Regions from separate parts of the Mus musculus genome. Here all the other regions are linked to region 2. A link is a contact called in public promoter capture Hi-C data. All regions are on one chromosome and are shown on one strand. Each heading gives the region's core, a stretch centred on a gene start, on an enhancer-like site or on the middle of the called end of the contact. The rest is flanking DNA. Distances are from core to core; before and after follow the strand shown.

Region 1 (2,700 bases), core at 201-2,700, 2.2 Mb after region 2:
GACAAGGAAGATTTTAGTCCTAGTGTTATACAAAATTAAGCTGAGGCTTAGACTAGCTATCTGCCTAATATAATACAATGAAGTATAATGAAGACCTATAAGTCTCCAGAGACCATGACTTTTTCTAATAGACTATGGGGCTATAGTAACTTTAACAGGCTTTATACAATTACCCAAAATGAAAGGTTTGTTTTAAGACAGGTACTTTGAAGCCAGGCAGTGATGGTACACGCCTTTAATCCCAGCACTTGGGAGGCAGAGGGAGGCGGATTTCTGAGTTCATGGGCAGCCTGGTCTACAGAGGGAGTTCCAGGACAATTGGGGCTATACAGAGAAACCCTGTCTCGAAAAACCAAAACCAACCAGCCAACCAACCAACCAAACAAACAAAAAAGACAGGTATTTTGAAACACTTAATAGTACTTAAAATATTTCTGTTTTATATTTAAATATACATCCTTATCTGAAAAAATAAAATTTAAAAAAGTCTGGGTTAGTTGTTGATACACAAGCTCCTGTCTCAGAACAATATAATTAGTCTTCTTCATGAGTTGACACTGCTGGTTCTTTAAGAACTCCATCAGTTATATGGAAAGGTCTTTGGCCAGGGGCACTTCTAAAACTGTAGCAGCAGCATAAGTGACAGATTTACTTCATCATCACTATTCTAAAACACATGTTTTACATCCCCCTCTAGTCAATTTAATTTCCATCATCAGTTTAGTTGGTTTGCCTTGAATGCTGAAGCATGATCTCTGCCATTGTCCTATAGTCAATTTTGTTTTAAGTCGTGAAGCATTGCTATCCCCAACCCCACCCGGTTCTTCCCTGTGTCTTTCTCAGAGTGACCACAGGTCCTTAGTCTTACCCAGCACACTACTAGACACACAGTAAAAGGGGTATACTTTTAAAGTAGATGTCAGAAGTCATTTTGCATCATGGAACACTGTAAAATTACCTGACATAAAATACTTCTCCATAAACGTAAATGCGCTGAAGAATGGCTGGGGAGAGCATCTGGTTAAATAAACATTGTGATAGGAAATTTGGGTAGATTCCTATAATTTGCATTTTTCGCTAGCGCCCAGAGAAGCCAATTACCGCCAGTCGGTGGGCCCCCTTTGAGAAGCAAAAAGTTACGACAAAGACTGAGCAAAAAGGCAATCACTTCAAACTATATATTGCAGTGTTAAATAAAAAATGTGTCTCAGATGTTGCCAGCGGAGCTCTTCTCCTGCCCGAAACCTTTCCTTTTCTGCTCCATCTCCCTTCCCTGTCCAGCTCAAGACCCCACCTCCATAAGAACCCAGTCATCAACAGTTCGAGTAACGGAAGACGGGACCAGGTAACAAAGAGAAAAAACGTCGTTGCACTTACTAGTCTAAGAGCCTGGGGATTAGACGAAGTTCGGGCCTAAGCCTCTTCCACACCATAAAGAAAATTTCAAAATTAAATCTTTGCCGACGAGCGACCAATCGTAGACGTGGTCTCTACAGGGTTCGTTGTCTTGAAAGGATCAAAGCACAGCTTGGACTACGATTGGCCAAAAGAGCATCACATCCTGGCCAATCGGAACTGAGGCGCTTCTTGTATGAATAAGGAAAGGCGGGCGAGAAGGGGCGGGGAAGCCGGAGAGAAAAGGAGGTGTGTCACGTCGCCTAGGCCCGCAGTGGAAGCTTTTATGTCATTGGCTGCTGCTGCTTCCGAGTACACCAATCGCAAACTCTTTTCCAAGTATGAACTTGAAAGTAGGGACCATAAGGCAGCCAATGGAAAAATTCATATATTCAGCAGCCAATCCCCCTGCGGCGTTTTGTGTCTTTGTCCAACAGGAAAGTGCGTTTTATAACGAGGGGCGTTACCCAGGCGCCAATGGGCGGGCGCCGATGGAACGTACTAGCCAATGAGCGCAAGACGTTGAGTGACAGCTGTCCAATGGAGGGCCTCAGTGCTAGCACGGCTTACAGCTTAAGCGCCTCAGCGGTCTGAGGAATGTCAACTATTCAATATGGAGGCGGAGGTCGATAAGCTGGAACTGATGGTGAGTGGAGAGTGAAGGAAACCTACTGGGTAATTAATGTGCTCCACCGATGGCCTAGAAGGTGAAGCGCATTTTAGAGTCTCCTGAAACTGGGTTGTGGAAGCTGGAACCTGAATTGAGTTCCTTCTTTCTGCACCTACGGGAGCTACCGCCGCCTTGGTCTCTTAACCGCCGCGGGGGAAGGGGTTACATCCGGGGAACTCGTGAGGGAAATGGCGGGAGATGTTGAGGGTGTGGGGCCTTTGTAATTCCCTGGTCCTGGTTTTCTCCTTCATCGGCTCCAGGAGCCGCGCCCGGCACAGATACCGCCTCACGAATTTCTACCTTCCTTGCCCAAGCGTGACTGGAACGGTCTTTAATAGCTCGGAGGAGGAGAGAGGTCGTTTACGTCTCCCGAAAAGGGGGATGGAGGATGAGGTGGGGCAGAAGTCTAGGGGCGCGGAGAAATTCAAGTCCACCATGCACCTACTCGCAGGCGAGCTGGGACAGTCTGAAAGAAGATGCTAGACTTGCACGAGAAACTTGCCCGCGGTTCCGCAGACTGGGCTCTTTGCGGCTTGGGAGAGGAGCCGCCGCGGGGACCGAGCCTGGAGCTCCTTCCCGGGGCGCGAGCGGCGTTGCCCCAGGCCCGGCTTTCTGCTTCCTAGATGCTCAATTCC
Region 2 (3,018 bases), core at 406-2,905:
TGAGGAAGCCCAGAGACTTAACGGAGCGAGCTTTCACAAGCAGAAAGCAAGCATTTCGGCAGGGATAGGTCTGAGCCTGGGGTGGGAGAAAACAGCAGAGACAGAGGGAGAATGTGCTACATGTATGCAGTGTTTACAGAGGCCAGAAGAGGGAGTCAGAGCCCCTGAAGGGGAGTCAGAGCCCCTGGGAATGGACCTACAAGTTGCCTATAGTAGGCAGGTGCTGAAAACCAAACTCAGAACCTCTGGGAAAGCAACAAGAAGCTCTTAACAGCCGAGCCATCGCTCCAGCTCCATTCTCAATAGGTCAGGAACTTATTTTAACCAGTTCTGGTGGCTCCTATAATCCTAGCATTTGAGGATGACAAAGCATGATCATGATAGATAGGCCAGCCTGAACTACATAAAAAAAAAAAAAAAAGAGCCAGTCTCAGCTGGGCCGTGGTGGCTTGTGCCTTTAATCCCAGCATTAGGAAACTAAGGCATGGGGATTGTGAGTCTGGGAGGAGTATAGAATATATAGTTCAGCCAGGCGTGGTGGTGTACGCCTTTAATCCCAGCACTCGCGAGGCAGAGGCAGGCAGATCTCTGAGTTCGAGGCCAGCCTGGTCTACAAAGTGAGTTCCAGGACAGCCAGGGCTACACAGAGAAACCCTGTCTCGAAAAACAAACAAAAACAAAAACAAAACAAAAAAAGGAATATATAGTGAATCTGAGATACTCTTTCTCAGCACAAAATAAAACAGCACTTGGGAGGCAAGAGGCAGGCAGATCGCTATGAATTTGAAGCCAGCCCGGTCTACAGAGCGAGTTCGAAGGCAGCCAGAAACCCTTTATTGAAAAGCAAACAAAGAAAGAAGGAAAATGAAAGAAGAAAAAGAACCAGCCGGGCGTGGTGGCTCACGCCTTTAATCCCAGCACTCGGGAGGCAGAGGCAGGCGGATTTCTGAGTTCGAGGCCAGCCTGGTCTACAGAGTGAGTCCCAGGACAGCCAGAGCTACATAGAGAAACCCTGCCTCGGAAAAAAAAAAAAAGAGGAGGAGGAGGAGAACCTGTCTCAAAATACCACACACAGAAAAAGAAAATTTCTCCTATTGTAAATAATAAACAACCATATTTTAAAGACAACCATTGCTGGCTAATTGACCTCAGCCAAGGCAGTTTCTGCGATAGTGAGGGGCTACACTAGAATGTCAAGATGAATAAATAGCTAAGACTTTTCCCAAGAAAGCAGCTGACTTGCTTTGGATTATTTGAGACAGGGTCTCAGTCTGTAGTCAGGCTGGCTTTGAACTGGCGGGAATCCTCCCGCTTCGGGTTCCTGGGGGCATGGGGCCTGTACGGTACAAAGAAGGAGCAAGGGCTGCGACGGTGTCCCGGGGTCTTACCTTTGTGCTTCTGAAAACAGGGGACCGAACAGCTGTAATGAGACAGACAGGCTCAGGTCAGCACGATCAGCACGAGCGGCCGCAGCACGTACCCCTTGCCCGCAGCCGCCGCCCGCAGCCCGGCCTCCCTCCGAACCCACTACCCGCTCTGGCTCACTAGGGCACGCGGCAAGTCGGGCAACGGTATTTCGGCTTCTCCAAACAGACCACACAGACCGCAGTCCTACAATTCAGCGACGCCATGACTTCCCAGAAGACACCCGCGCTCACTCTTTTACCTAAACAAGGGCCAATCACAGCGCTCCGCACTCATTGGCAGTCAGAAGCAATGGATTGATCCTGTTCTCTATTCTAGGCCTCACCTGTAGAGTGTCGATACAGTAGATGTGCATTTAGAGCTGCTGCGTCAAGGATTTTTTTCCTCTGATTAGATCAGGCCACGGAACTCAGGATTTTTCTGCCTCTGCATCCCTGACACTGACATCACAAGTGTGCACCACCATGCCTAATCAAAGACATTAAAAAAAAAAAAAAACTGTATACGTGTGCGCCTGTGCCGGGGTAAATGATGTCCCTGCCCCAAGAGAGACCAGAAAAAGATATCAGATCCAATGGAGCTAGAGATAGGCGGGTTTGAACTTCCTACTGTGAATGTTAAGACTCAAACTCTGTAACAGCATCTAGCGGTCCTTACTGCTAAGCCACTTCTCCCAGCCCAAAAGACATTTGAGGCTGAGCTGCTGACAAATGCTTGTTGAACCCCGACTGTGAGTTCTACAATGTCCAGACACTGGGGATGATTGGAAGACGGTCTCTTCCCTAGGAGCACAAGGCTTGAAGTGAAAACAGAATGGGGAAAGGACTAAGGAAGAGACTGGAATTTTAGTGTCAAGCCGTGCATTTGCACGACTCTGAAAATGAGCCTGTAGGTTTTCTTGTGCTTCATGCCACTACAAGCCATGGTGGAGTTGACTGACTGCAGAGCAGATCAGTGGCTAGGCTAAAGGAATCCAGGCTAATGAGTCAGAATAGATGGGCTATGACTAACCTTGAAGGCTACTATAGACTTTAGTTATAGACAAAATCGTGGAGTCAGTTGTGTTAAGGTCTGAGACCCTGTTGCAGGGTGTGTCACCAGGCCCTACTTGGAATCCTGTTTTCTTTAAGAAACTTGCTCCTCTCTGAAGCTCTGAATTTGGTCTAACCTAAACTCCAGCTTCCAGGACCTTAAATCATGTTCCTCTCCCAAATGCCTCCTCCTCATCTATGTGGCCCATTCAGGCTCTAGGGTCCTTTGTTGATTTGTTTGTTTGTTTTTGTTTTTGTTTTTGTTTTTAAGACAGGGTTTCTTTGTGTAACCCTGGCTGTCCTGGAACTCATGCTGTATACCAGGCTGAGCTTGAACTCACAGAGCCGGCCTGCCTCTGTTTCCACCAGCCCTGCTCTAGGGTCCCTGTTAATAAGTGTGCGCATGAGCATCTGTGCCTGCTGAGATGGAGCTGCTGCAAACTAGGCAGTGCCTGGAGCCCTGACTCCCACTCTTTGAGTGTCTTAGAGGGCTTGGTTGCTACCTGAGCCCTTTTATCAATTAAAGTGGATGTCCAGACCTAAATTCTTGAGCTATTGAAAG
Region 3 (2,700 bases), core at 101-2,600, 2.2 Mb after region 2:
GGTCAGTGCAGGTGACATGGGAACATCAGCAAAAAGGTACAATTCAGGACACGTTAGTAAAATTATTCTGCAACTATCAGCCTGCATCTAGTTCAAAGACCATAAGTGGTTTGAAATGAAAGCCTTTTTTGCTTTTGGTTTTTCAATACACGGTGTCATTGTGTATCCCTGATTGTCCTGGAACTCCACCTGCCTCTGTCCCCCAAATGCTGGGACTAAACGAGTGCTCCACCATGCCCAGCTTGTGAAAGCATATTCTATCTCTACTTAATTAAATTATGTGTGTGTAGATTATTTTGGGTTATATTAATATATGTGCATGTGAGTGTGGGTGTTTTAGGTGGGCAGAATGGAGTTGGAGTATAGGCTGGAGACCAAAGGCAGGGTTAGAGAGTGGTCCTCCCCCGGAGTAGCAAGTATTCTTAACCTCTGGGCCATCCGTCCTACCTCCATAAATCTTGTTTATAGTTCATATAATTTTTAAAAAATGTTGCTAGTAACGAAAAGATTCTTTCTAGATTATCAATTCTCTGGATTGGGTTCATAAATAACTTTGTAATAAGCTTAAGAGAAGAATTAAGATTTAAGTATTTGACCAACGCCTTTTGTCTCACATACCCTCAATTTCTGCACCCTAACTGGTCTCTTCTGGAAGGAATTTAGAAGCGATTCCCTAGACTCTTTGTTAGTCCCCATAGCAAAAACAACTCAAGCTGCAAGAAAGCCTTAGTCGGTGGGATGTGGATCCAATTGTCTCACCAAAATGAGAAGACGTGGTACCTCTCCCCTGCAATCCTTACTTCCAGGAAGCTTGGAGACTTCACTATACGTCCAGTCTATCATGAACTAAAGAAACCTTGTCTCAAAATAACAGGTCAAGAGAAATCGCCGGTCCATTACAATTGGAGCTTTCAAATGCATTTACTATGGAGGGGGACTAAGTTTTTTTTTTTTTTTTTTTTTTTTTAAAGCTTAAAGTCTGCGTTTCCTCCCAGAGGCGGAAAGCAAACACTAACCAAGCAAGAGTTCCCGGCTCCAGGGTCTCCTTAGGTGACCCACAAACAATGGGAACGCAAATAAGACTCTCCGTCCCTTCCTAATACTCGGGAGCGTGGCTTCTTCCAATTAGGACGCACCAAGGAGCCTACATCACTGGCGGTAAAATCTGCGAGGCGAAGGGCACCGCGCCGACGCCCGACACGCCTCCCCGCGGCACCGCCTCTCCAAGTCTCGTGTGCTGCGCGCACCGCGGGAACCGGGCGCCCGCCTCTCCTCCCGCCCCGCTCCGCCCCGCCCCTCCCCTCCCCTCCCGCAACGCCGAGTGCGCGTGCGCATCGCGTCCGCCCCGTTGCCGCGCCTCTAGCTGCCCTGGTTACCGTTGGTGTTTGCGAATTCTCTGTGGCGCCTGTTCCGCCCCGGACGGGCCCCGCGGCGGTTTTCACACGCGCGCGCCGGCGTCACGTGGGCCAGGGCTCCCACGCGGACGCAGGCCAGCTGCTGAGGCGGGAGGAAGGCGTTGCGGCTACCGCTAGCCCTTCCCTCTCCGCCCCAGGGCTGGCGCGCGGATAAAAAAAAATGGCGAAATGCGGGGTAGCCGGTGGGGAACCCGACGGGATGGGGCGCGGAGGTGGCACTGTTGTGGGAGCCTGCTGAGGTGAGCGCAGCTGACCTGGCGACCTCGGGCCGGCGCCTGACAGCGCAGACACGGACTCCGAGGGTCGCCGAGGGCCCCGCCGAGAGCCGGAGGCAATGGATGAGCAGAGTGTGGAGGTGAGGGGCATCACGGAGGGTGGCGGCTGGGCTCCTTTTCTATCCGGGGCCCCATGCGCTCGCCCTCCCTGTGGGAGGCAGCCTCTGCGAGTCGCGGAGAGGGAGGCTGGCCCGGCGGTAGTGCTTCCAGCCCTCAGCATGCCCGGTGCTGAATCTGTTCCGCAGTCAGGTGCTGCGGAGCTCCAGCGATGCCTTGGCACCTGCTCTCGTCGCTGTTTGCAGGCTGAGCCTTTCTAGAGCAAAATTGCAAATTCATCGGAAGGACTTGCCCTGCTTTCTCGCCACGACTTGCTCTGCATGATTAAACATTTTTTTCACCCTCAGCGGTTCATTTTGTAGGACACACACACCTCTCTCACACTCGACTGACTTAAAGACTAGTAGTTTCCAGCATTGATTCTTGTAAGATGATTTCATGATTGGGGTATTTCCATAAAGGCTAGAATCATCAAAACGATTGCTTGGGGGCTGGGGGGCGTGAACCGTTCAGAGACTAAAGTACTACATGATTTTTGCTTTTTAAAAATAAGGGATAACTTACTGAGCATTGCTCTTGAGATTAACCCAGTTCACCCCCATGGTTTTATTGTCTTCCCAAAGCCAGTTAAGAGTCCGCATCTCTCAGGACCTGGTCTTGCAGTTATGACCATCAGTAATTTTCTACTTAATTGCTCTTGTGAAAGTTGTGTGAAGGTTTTGTAAACTTTTCTTGGTTTTAGGAGGGTTTAATTTTTCTGGAATGGAGTAAAAATAGACGTGGGTAAACTTCCCTGTTTTCAATTTTTTTTTAGTTATTAACTTAATGTCAATAGGGACACTCGCATTTATAGTGGCTGCAGATTTTCAGGCTCACATAATTAGTTGATTACATCAGGACAGAAATTCAGATTCTGAATTAGTTTGCCTCTAATCACGATATCTTTACAAATG

What was found. Capture Hi-C pulls out chosen DNA fragments and counts their contacts.
Region 1: a promoter capture Hi-C map of liver shows a contact between it and region 2, with 2.8 times the contacts expected there. The contact joins the promoter of Prr11 here to the promoter of Znhit3 in region 2. A contact is called at or near these places in 2 of 39 promoter capture datasets (hippocampal neurons and liver) and 1 of 9 other capture datasets (liver).
Region 3: a contact with region 2 is called in a promoter capture Hi-C map of liver, with 2.6 times the contacts expected there. The contact joins the promoter of Trim37 here to the promoter of Znhit3 in region 2. A contact is called at or near these places in 1 of 39 promoter capture datasets (hippocampal neurons) and 1 of 9 other capture datasets (liver).

What each region holds. Positions count from the first base shown.
Region 1 is chr11:87,107,264-87,109,963 of GRCm38.p6, forward strand. It overlaps Prr11 (proline rich 11), which reads right to left and starts at 1,451. Exons shown (of 10, transcript NM_175563.5): 1 at 1,378-1,451. Ska2 (spindle and kinetochore associated complex subunit 2) reads left to right here and starts at 1,998. Exons shown (of 4, transcript NM_025377.3): 1 at 1,998-2,041. The coding sequence starts at 2,009.
Region 2 is chr11:84,914,711-84,917,728 of GRCm38.p6, forward strand. Znhit3 (zinc finger, HIT type 3) reads right to left here and starts at 1,656. Exons shown (of 5, transcript NM_001005223.3): 1 at 1,546-1,656; 2 at 1,389-1,420. The coding sequence starts at 1,631.
Region 3 is chr11:87,125,725-87,128,424 of GRCm38.p6, forward strand. It overlaps Trim37 (tripartite motif-containing 37), which reads left to right and starts at 1,351. Exons shown (of 24, transcript NM_197987.2): 1 at 1,351-1,770. The coding sequence starts at 1,750.